Regions from separate parts of the Mus musculus genome. Here region 1 is linked to region 2. Evidence: chromatin contacts called from public Hi-C data. All regions are on one chromosome and are shown on one strand. The core of a region is the stretch at or near the end of the contact, and the rest is flanking DNA. Distances in the headings are between cores, read along the strand shown.

Evidence for each region. Hi-C and Micro-C count contacts between places; a contact is called where the count stands out from the background.
Region 1: a Hi-C map of bone marrow-derived macrophages shows a contact between it and region 2, with 64 read pairs. The contact joins the promoter of Cercam here to the enhancer-like site in region 2. A contact is called at or near these places in 11 of 39 promoter capture datasets (the 3T3-L1 cell line, the HPC-7 cell line, HPC-7-derived erythroid cells and 5 more), 5 of 15 datasets of contacts at CTCF or cohesin (CD8 T cells, embryonic stem cells, large pre-B cells and 1 more), 130 of 484 Hi-C or Micro-C datasets (B cells, the Ba/F3 cell line, the C2C12 cell line and 57 more), 25 of 115 datasets of contacts at active chromatin or transcription factors (the 230-238 cell line, the HPC-7 cell line, the SCID.adh cell line and 13 more) and 5 of 9 other capture datasets (adipose tissue, embryonic stem cells, liver and 2 more).

The regions. Positions count from the first base shown.
Region 1 is chr2:29,867,489-29,871,948 of GRCm38.p6, reverse strand. It overlaps Cercam (cerebral endothelial cell adhesion molecule), which reads right to left and starts at 2,455. Exons shown (of 12, transcript NM_207298.2): 1 at 2,224-2,455; 2 at 816-926; 3 at 557-674. The coding sequence starts at 2,411. 2600006K01Rik (a long non-coding RNA gene) reads left to right here and starts at 1,538. Exons shown (of 3, transcript XR_003954007.1): 1 at 1,538-2,389; 2 at 2,579-3,377; 3 at 3,554-3,598.
Region 2 is chr2:29,762,562-29,766,907 of GRCm38.p6, reverse strand. It overlaps Gm13547 (predicted gene 13547), which reads right to left. Exons shown (of 4, transcript NM_001177392.1): 2 at 3,406-3,513; 3 at 3,116-3,159; 4 at 2,819-3,016. The coding sequence ends at 2,920. It also overlaps a transcript of Trub2 not described here. Among named protein-coding and RNA genes, the nearest start is that of Gm13547, 3.2 kb to the right of the region's middle. Within about 2 kb of position 1,882, at least 6 of the 459 cell types and tissues checked have an H3K27ac peak or open chromatin away from gene starts, as enhancers often do. A contact at or near this core is called in bone marrow-derived macrophages and granulosa cells, where this site is marked.

The DNA of each region.
Region 1 (4,460 bases), core at 1,206-3,705, 100 kb before region 2:
GCAGAGCACCTGAGTTGGAAACCCATTGACCCAATGGTGACTCACTACTAAGTGGAGTTCGCTTCCAGGCCCCCTTCTGCCCTCTGTGGGCTGCATGCACCAAGACACCCACCTTTGAAAAACAAAAGTAAATCAGGTGGTGGAGGCACACACTTTGGATCCCAACCCTTGGGAGGCAGAGGCAGGAGGATCTCTGAGGCCAGACTGGTCTACAGCATGAGTTCCAGGACAGTCGGGATTACACAGAGAAACCCTGTCTCGAAAACCCAGTGAGCAAACATAACAAAAATATTGGAAAAAAATTCTATTCTGAGCTCTAATCCAGGGATCCAGGCTCAGTTTATACTCTTGGCATACAAAAGCTCAGGAATCTAGGAACAGCATATAACCTAAGACCTGTACAAGGAGCCAGGCTTAGTATCTAGTGTGAGCTTAAATACAGGGGTCTCAGCTCAGTCTTCAGAAGATCTGTCCTATAGACAGTTTGGTTATAACCAGACTTTATTGGAAGCAGGTCCTGAGGCCTCCCCCATACTCTGTAGCCAGGCTTTCTTACCAGGATGTAGTCAGCTCCCCAGTCCCTGGCAAAGGCCAGTGCTTCCTGCCTCAGCTCCATCAAAAACTGATGCCGTTCTTTGGTCCAGTGCTTGGGACCCTGTTCATCTGGGTAGGACCTGAAGTGGAGAAAGGTGAAATGCTCTCTTGAGAGAGGGGCCTCTCGTTCTCTGCATAGAATAGACATGCGTGCTCTGGGGGCTGTGCCCTGGGGAATAGCTGTTCACCATCTTCCAGTACCCTTGCCCTCGGTTAACCACCTGGCCTCCTCCTCAGGCTTCCAGACGACAGTCGCATAGTCCCGACCCACAGCAGCCAGCCATTCCCGGAGCATCCCTGTGGTGTTGTCCATGTTGTGATCTGTGGCACACCTGTGAGCACAACACAGAATGACTGTCCTGAGAGCGATGGGGCAGAGTTGTGCGCTCCAGTGGAGGTGCTGGAGGATGTCCTGTGTAGCCTCAGGCAAGGTCCATGCCTCTCTGTGCTTCACGTCTGTCCTTCTAATTTTGTGCATTGTACTGTGGGAATTGAACCCAGAGACTTGTACACATCAAGCAAGCCCCTGACCCCTGAGCCATCCTCGGCCTGAGTGCACTTGAAAAGTCCCTTGAGCTTAAAGATTGCACCTGCCACGTCCCTTCACTTCCGTCCCTCTTCATGGCTCCACACATCAGGCCTTTTCCAGCTCAGAATCAGACAAAACAGTCATTGCCTTTCTCTCCTTACCTAACTCCCCCCAGCTGTAATTAGGCTCACACCATGCTCCGACAACCCCTGAGAAGTGTTAGTGGTGATCCAAGTTCTGTTACCATGGAGCACAGCTTTCCCTCTGCTGGGGAGGGGGCTCTAGTAATGGAGGTGGAAGGCTTAGCCAAGAGCCCAGGTTTTAGGCGATGCTGTTCCTTTAAGCCAATTCCCCAGAACTACGTGTCAAGTCTTACAGGGGTGGGAACTAACTAACTCCCCAAGTGTGGTGGCTGTGGGCAGCCTCCCCAGGCCACAGCTCCACCCCAGCCCAACTTTGGTGTGCTGTGAGGAGTACTCTATCTCCAGCCTCTGCTCAGGCTCCTCCCTGTTTTGACTTTTTTAGACAGGGTACTGCAACCTCTGATCCCAGCGTCCCATGAGACCACACCCTTGGCTATCAGAACCAGCCAGCCCCTCTCTCTACCCAGAGAAGCTTAGCAGTACCACTCAGAAGGGCACCCGAGCATGCCGCCTGGAGCTGAGGGTTCCCTCCACCTGCTCTCTAGAAACCTCCAGTCTGACTGATCCTTTCTATGCTGGGCCCCAGGGGATTCCAGAGGTTCAGTCTGTTCTACCGCACATCAGGCAGACCACAGGTCTTTACTGCGATGTACTGCCGAGCCCCAAGGGCTAGGTCAGAAAGGACAGGCCTAACTGAAACCCAGGGGAAACCCGGGAAGCCGGGGACGCCCGAGACATGTAGGGAGCCCAAAGGAGGGGTGAGTGTCCCTGGGCTGAACCCTGGCCTCAGAGGTCTATTCTTGCCCCGCGGGGTCTAGGAATACTGTTGAAGGGCTGTCTGGGAGGGAGGAGCTTGTTCGGGTTGTGTCTGGGCAGAAGTAATGAGGCCTCCAGGTCAAAAGCCTTCCTGGGTCCTGGGGCTTGATGCCCATATGCACCCACCCCTGGATCTCTCACCAGAGGGCCAGCCTGGCCCGGGGGTAGTCCAGGCGCTCCAGCGCACCCAGGTAGTGGGGCAGAGAGTGTTCAGCATTGCGGGCCAGGATGGCAAGGACCACGGTGGGTAGCGTCGGCTCTGTGACACTGGCAGCCCGGAGCTGCTGCCCCAACAGGAGCAGCAGAGGTAGGAGCCGCGCAACGTGCATGGCGGGACTCGGTGGCTGTGGAGGGCCCCGGGTTTCCCACCACAGTAGGGAGGGGGCGGGATGGGCGGGGCATGGAGGCGGGGTCTTAGAGGGGCGTGGTTACTGCCTTGGGGCCCCTGCGCCCCTCTTAGGCGCCTGTACGCTCCGCTGTCCTCTTCTCCGCCCAGGCCCTAGAGGTCCAGGGTTAGGCACCTGCTCCAGACGCGTCCTGGGGTCCGCCTTCTCCGTGTGGACCTCGGAAGGCGTTGGCACGGAAGGAAGGATCCGTGGGCCATGGTGGACCGCTTGTACCATGGGCGTTCATCTCACTCCTGGAATACTGACACCCGGGATTCCCGGCTCTCTGCCTCTCAGCCGTGGAGGCTGCAGTCTTCGCGAGGAGCCCAGGTTCCCGCCCCCTGCTCCATCTGAGACGCCCTCTGGCGGCCTGAGGCAGTAACTCCACATACCCAGCAGATGACGCGATGAGTTGGAGAGCAAGCCCAAGCTTGGGGGAGAGGACTGAGTGCAGCTGATCTGGCCACTTCCGCGACCTCGCATCACCTCCGCAGGCTCCGGCCCTTAAAGCAAAGCCCTTCTTTCAATTGCTTTGTTTGTTTGTTTGTTTGTTTGTTTGTTTGTTTCGAGACAGGGTTTCTTCTCTGTGTAGCCCTGGCTATCCTGGAACTCACTTTGTAGACCAGGCTGGCCTCGAACTCAGAAATCCACCTGCCTCTGCCTCCCAAGTGCGGGATTAAAAACGTGCGCCACCACCGCCCGGCTTCAATTGCTTTTTAATACAATAAAATTAAAGATTGCATCTTTAACTTCCCAAATAAGACCTAAGCAACATCATCACATTGACTCTGAGGAGCATTTCGTTTGACACAATGTGTTTGTTTTTTCTTTTGAAAGAAGAGTTATTTGGGAGGGGATGCACTTGGTCCTGTGGAGGCTTGATGCGCCAAGAAGGAGGATACTAGAAGGGTGAGGAGGGAACAACGGGTGGGTGGGTGGTTGAGCTCCCTCTTAAAGGCGAAGGGGAGGGAGGTGGGATTGGGGAGATCCTGGAGGGAGGACTGGGAAGGGGAACAACATTAAAACATAAATAAGGGCTGGTGAGATGGCTCAGTGAGTAAGAGCACCTGACTGCTCTTCCGAAGGTCCGGAGTTCAAATCCCAGCAACCACATGGTGGCTCACAACCATCTGTAACAAGATCTGACGCCCTCTTCTGGAGTGTCTGAAGACAGCTACAGTGAACTTACATATAATAAATAAATAAGTCTTTAAACAAATAAATAATAATGATAATGATGGTAATAATAAAGCAGAGCCCACTCCGACTGAGGGTAGGACTTAGGGGTCACCACAGAACCTCTGATGGCAACCCATCCCGCTTCCAAAATAGGAGATACAGCCTCCTTTGGGACAGAGCAAATCTTGGGACTCTGTTAGAATGAAAGGGAATCTCCAACCTCTCTTAGGAGAGAAAAAAGGATGAGGGAAAGGGGCTTAAGATATTCTTGCTGGGTATCTGTCACCAATCTCTGACAGTCACTTTCCCTGAGTCTCCTGATTCTCACAGGTAAAACCTGACTGATGATGGCTAATGTGAAGGTTTGCTACAGGGAGACCTTGAGCATGAATGCACTTGAGGCGCGCTCTCTCTCTCTCTCTGGGTAGGGAGCCTGAGCCAGGCCTCTGCATCCATCTACCTTCCCTCTGCCTGAATGGTCTGCTTTCCTAGATAGAGCTGCTCTTTAGCTCTTCGGGACACTAGGAAAGTGGAAGGACACACTCCCTCTATTGAGAGAGGATGGAAGGAGCAGGTTCAACAACGAAAGCGCTTACCTGATGATGAACAGTCTCCCGGGGGCTGGACACTGGACTCAGATCTCTACCCTGGCTTTGGTCACAGCTTCCTGTTGGACTCTTTCCAGGCCAATGGTCCTGCAATGAGAAGGGCCCATGAAAACATCCTGGAGGGAAGGGGGAAGGCAGCGTCCTCTCTTTTGCATGGCAGTCTCCGGCACAGGGATTGCTGGTCCCCATTGTGGATTCTCTCTAA
Region 2 (4,346 bases), core at 633-3,132:
GCATCTGAGCGCTGTTTCAGCACTTGGGAGATGGAGGAAGGAGGGATGTGTTCAAACCATCCTGGGCTACATGAGAACCTTGTCACAAGATCTCTCCTCATTCTAAATAAAGGGTCTTGTTACCTAGCCCTGGCACTCATGGAATATGCTATGTAGACCAGGCTGGCCTTGAACTCACAAAGATTCCACCCCCCCCCATCTCCACCTCCCAAGTGCTGGAATTAAGTGTGTAGCACACCACACCATTTGAAAGGCTAGCCTCTGCTGGGGAGGCAGCTCGAGTCAGACACTATGTATCAGATGTAACGAGCCTCGCTCTCTGTACTCAGCTGGCTCAGTCTGGGGCTGGACTGCTCCACAAGACCTTGCTCCATTGTTGGGGTCAATGAGGTGCCTCAGGTGAGGTGCACAGGCCTGGCTGAGCCACAGACTTGTGTAAACGTTGGTTATTGCAGTCCTGAAGGCGACTGGTTTGGGTGTGTGACTGCCACTCACCTCTGCTTCTGCCTTCCTGGAGGACCTTTCCTTACAGTGCCTCAGGACCAGGCTGGGAGGCTCCAACTCCTCCTCACCATGAAGCTGGGTGCTTTGTCTGGCTCCTGTCACGCTGTCACTGAAGTGTACTTGTCTCTTGAGAAAGGCTAGAGAGGGTGCAGTTTGATGGTCCCACCACATGGCACTCAGAGGTCTCGAACCTTCTGGCTGTCTGGGATGAGTGGAGATTATAATGCACTTTTGTCCTGAGTGCCACAGGTTCGGGATGAGACATAAAATTTTAGGTTTTTTTATTAGATATTTTCTTCATTTACATTTCAAATGCTATCCTGAAAGTCCCCTATACCTTCCCCCTGCCCTGCTCCCCAACCCACCCATTCCCGATTCCTGGCCTGTACTGGGGCATATGATCTTCGCAAGACTAAGGGCCTCTCCTCCCATTGATGGCCGACTAGGCCATCCTCTGCTACATATGCACCTAGAGACACAGCTCTGGGGGGGAGGGGGTACTGGTTAGTTCATGTTGTTGTTCCTCCTATAGGGTTGCAGACTCCTTCAGCTCCTTGGGTACTTTCTCTAGCTCCTTCATTAAGGGCCCTGTGTTCCATCCAATAGATGACTGTGAGCATCCACTTCTGTACAGGCACTGGCATCGCCTCACAAGAGATAGCTATATCAAGGTCCTATCAGCAATAAAATTATAGTTTTTAAAGAAAATTTTATTTTTAAAAATTTGGATATGTAAACTCGAGTGCCCACAGGGGGCAGAAGAGGGAGAGAAGTTGCCAGAGCTGGAGTTACCTGCTACCAGTTGGTGGGTAGTGGCTCTGGAGCTGAACCCCCTCTTCCCAAGCTCCAAGTCCTCTTTCCAGTTCTGTAGAGGGATGCTGGGAATACAGGCTTTGGGCTGAACTCCAGCCCAGCTATTAAATCTGGAGATAGGCTCTCCACTTGCTTACCCAGGCGGGTCTCAATCTATGGAAGCGATCTGCTCACATCAGCTTCTTTGGCACTCACTGGGGTAATTTATTTTTATTTTTGGACAGGGCCTGGCCATGTAGGGAGGGCAGGACTGGCCCTGAACTCTGCTTCTTTCTTTTCTCAGTCTCTGGAGTTGAAATCACAGGTGTGAGCCATCATACCTGACTCTCAAATGTTTTCAAGTAGGGTTTACAGTGGGTATAGTGAGGCAGTGTATAATATACATGCCTTCTCTGTCAGCCTCGATTTTCCAACCAGGTGACCCCTTCCTGCTCCCTTGAGACTCCTGGAAAGAAAGCTGAAAGATCCAGCTTGTGGCCATTGGATGGCACAGACTGGATTGGAGAAGCCCACAGAAGAGAGGCTACCCAGCTGATGGGCACATCACTAGGTGGACACTGCCCCCTGGAGGCTAGTGCTTGCTATGGCACATGAGAAAGCTGTTCTCACACAGACCTGGATCTGGGATGTTTTCTTCCCCAGTGCCCTTGGTACTGGTGATATGTGCAAAGGCAGAGCTTGGTTAAGATGCAGTTGGGCCAGGTTCTTGTATCACTCCAAGGATCTGAGTGGACCAGCCTGCCTGCCTCTATTCCTGTTCGCTTCTCAACTAAACGTTATTCCTGTCTCTGGCTTCTGTACATACTGTCTCCAGTTGGGACTGTCCACAGCACTGCTGTCTGTCTGTCTTTCTGTTGTACAGATGTCAGTGTTTGTTCCCAAGGGTCTCAGATTGGTTAAGTATTGCTCAAACATGCTCTTGTGATCCCATGGCCTCTCTCTCTCTCTCTCTTTTGAAGACAGGGTTTCTCTGTATAGCCCTGGCTGTCCTGGAACTCACTCTGTAGACCAGGCTGACCTCGAACTCAGAAATCCGCCTGCCTCTGCCTCTGCCTCCCAAGTGCTGGGATTAAAGGCATGCACCACCATGCCCGGTGGCGTCTCATTTTCTATTTTGTTTCTGGGAATTGAGCCCAGAGCCTTGTGCTCAGTAGATAAGAATGTAGTCACTGAGCTACATTCCAAGCCCCCTTCCCCCATGACAGTTTTGAGACAGGGTCCTAATCCATGGTCCAGGCATTCATGTTGGAAGATGTGAGGCCCTCCCCGTTGATGTAGGATGTAGACTAGGAGAGACAATACCTCACATGGAGGTGCTCTGTGACCCTCAATGTCTAATCCCTGCAGCCTCCTACTTCCCCCTCAATTAGCAGAATCTCCTTTTCTGCTCACTCACACCCCCTTTGTGCCACTCCTTATGGCTCTTTTCCCGCCATGGATCAACCTCACCGTTCAACAGCTGTCACCTCAAACCACACCAGGATAAAAATCACGTTGCCCATTGTGGTCCAAATCCAAGTCTTCTCCAGTATGACAAGAGCCTCTCATGAATTAGTCTCTTGAGAATCCCACCTCATTTTCTAACATACTTTCCTTTCCTCTCTACCTTCTTTCTGGGTCCCAGTCCTGTGGTATCTCAGACACAAGGCCATTGAGCTGTTGAGAAAGTTGTTGCAGACTCTCAGTCGATGAGAAAGTCCTAAGGGAGGAGACATGAGATCAGGGGTGCAGGTAGTTTGATGGGAACAGGGCTCATGGGCAGAGGCTTGCCCCGACTCCCTCAGTAGGGAACACTTACTTGGTCTCCTCCATGAGGTTAGAGCAATTGCCAGCATCATGGCTCTGTATGGGTAGAAAGAAATAAGCTAGCATTATTTAGCTTCTGCTTACTGTCACACAGGGACACAGTAGGCCAAATTCATCTCAACACCCATCATCCCAAATGTTCTCCATCTTGGCCTCCCCATGCCAGGCTCCAGGAGCAGCACCTGAACCAAGCTATCTAAACAGAGTAGAGAGTCTATAGAACTCTGGGAGTCCTTTGGGAAGCAGACAGGAGGGTGGCAGGCAAAGGGGAGAAGCACAAACCTGAAGTGATACCCGACTAATGAGATCAGCATCTGGGCAGGGAACGACACCAAGAAACATAGTGTCATCAGTGGTTGGCGGTGCAGGAGCAGTGCCATCCGTGGGCACCTGTCACAGAACAGAGCAGGGGTGAAGGATTAGAAGACCACGTGGGAGAGAGGCTCCTCACTGCCATGGACATTCGTGGTCCACAGTCTGCCCACTTCCCTCTAGGGTATCAGACATATCTGCACACCAGACCGAGGATGGCAAAGCGCAGTTTGGCATGAACATCCACTGGACTCTGGTTCAGCTGGGAATGCTGGGAGTTTCCCAGCTCTTAAAAGAGGGAAAAAAGGAGTTTGGGTGGCTTGCACTGGTGGTGTGAGCTGCTGCCACTCTGATGTGAGCCTCTGCAGGCAGTGGGAACCTGGCCAGCCAGGCGGGTCCAAGATCCAATGATAAAGGCTCTGTGAGAGAGAGAGAATTCTTCTCCAGCGTTACAGCTCAGTAAAGACAGCCACTTTCAAACGATCCTTGGTGAAGTAACTTGTGTGCTTTATTCCATGTGGACAGGGACTACAAGAACCTTGGGGAGTGGGGTGGGATGGGATGGGGTGGGGCAGGTAAAGGTTTCGTATTGGCCAAGTTTGGGATGTTGGTGATGCTCTACCATTTGCATGGGGGAAGGACTCCATATGCTGCATTCTATGGCTGACTGCCCGTGGTCCTCTCAGTGGTGTAGTTACATGTTTCAGAGCAGGCATGAGAGGCTGTGAGGGGACAGATCCTCTCCTACCATCTTAGATCTCTGAGATTTCCAGGGTGTGAGCACACCCACCACACCTGTTCTTTAGCCTGTCTGGCAGCGCAGCCCATGTGCCCCATGGACATGAGGGGACGGGGCAAGCGGGGTAGCAGAGCAGCAGGCACAGGACAGTCGCACATGCTGGGAGCTACTG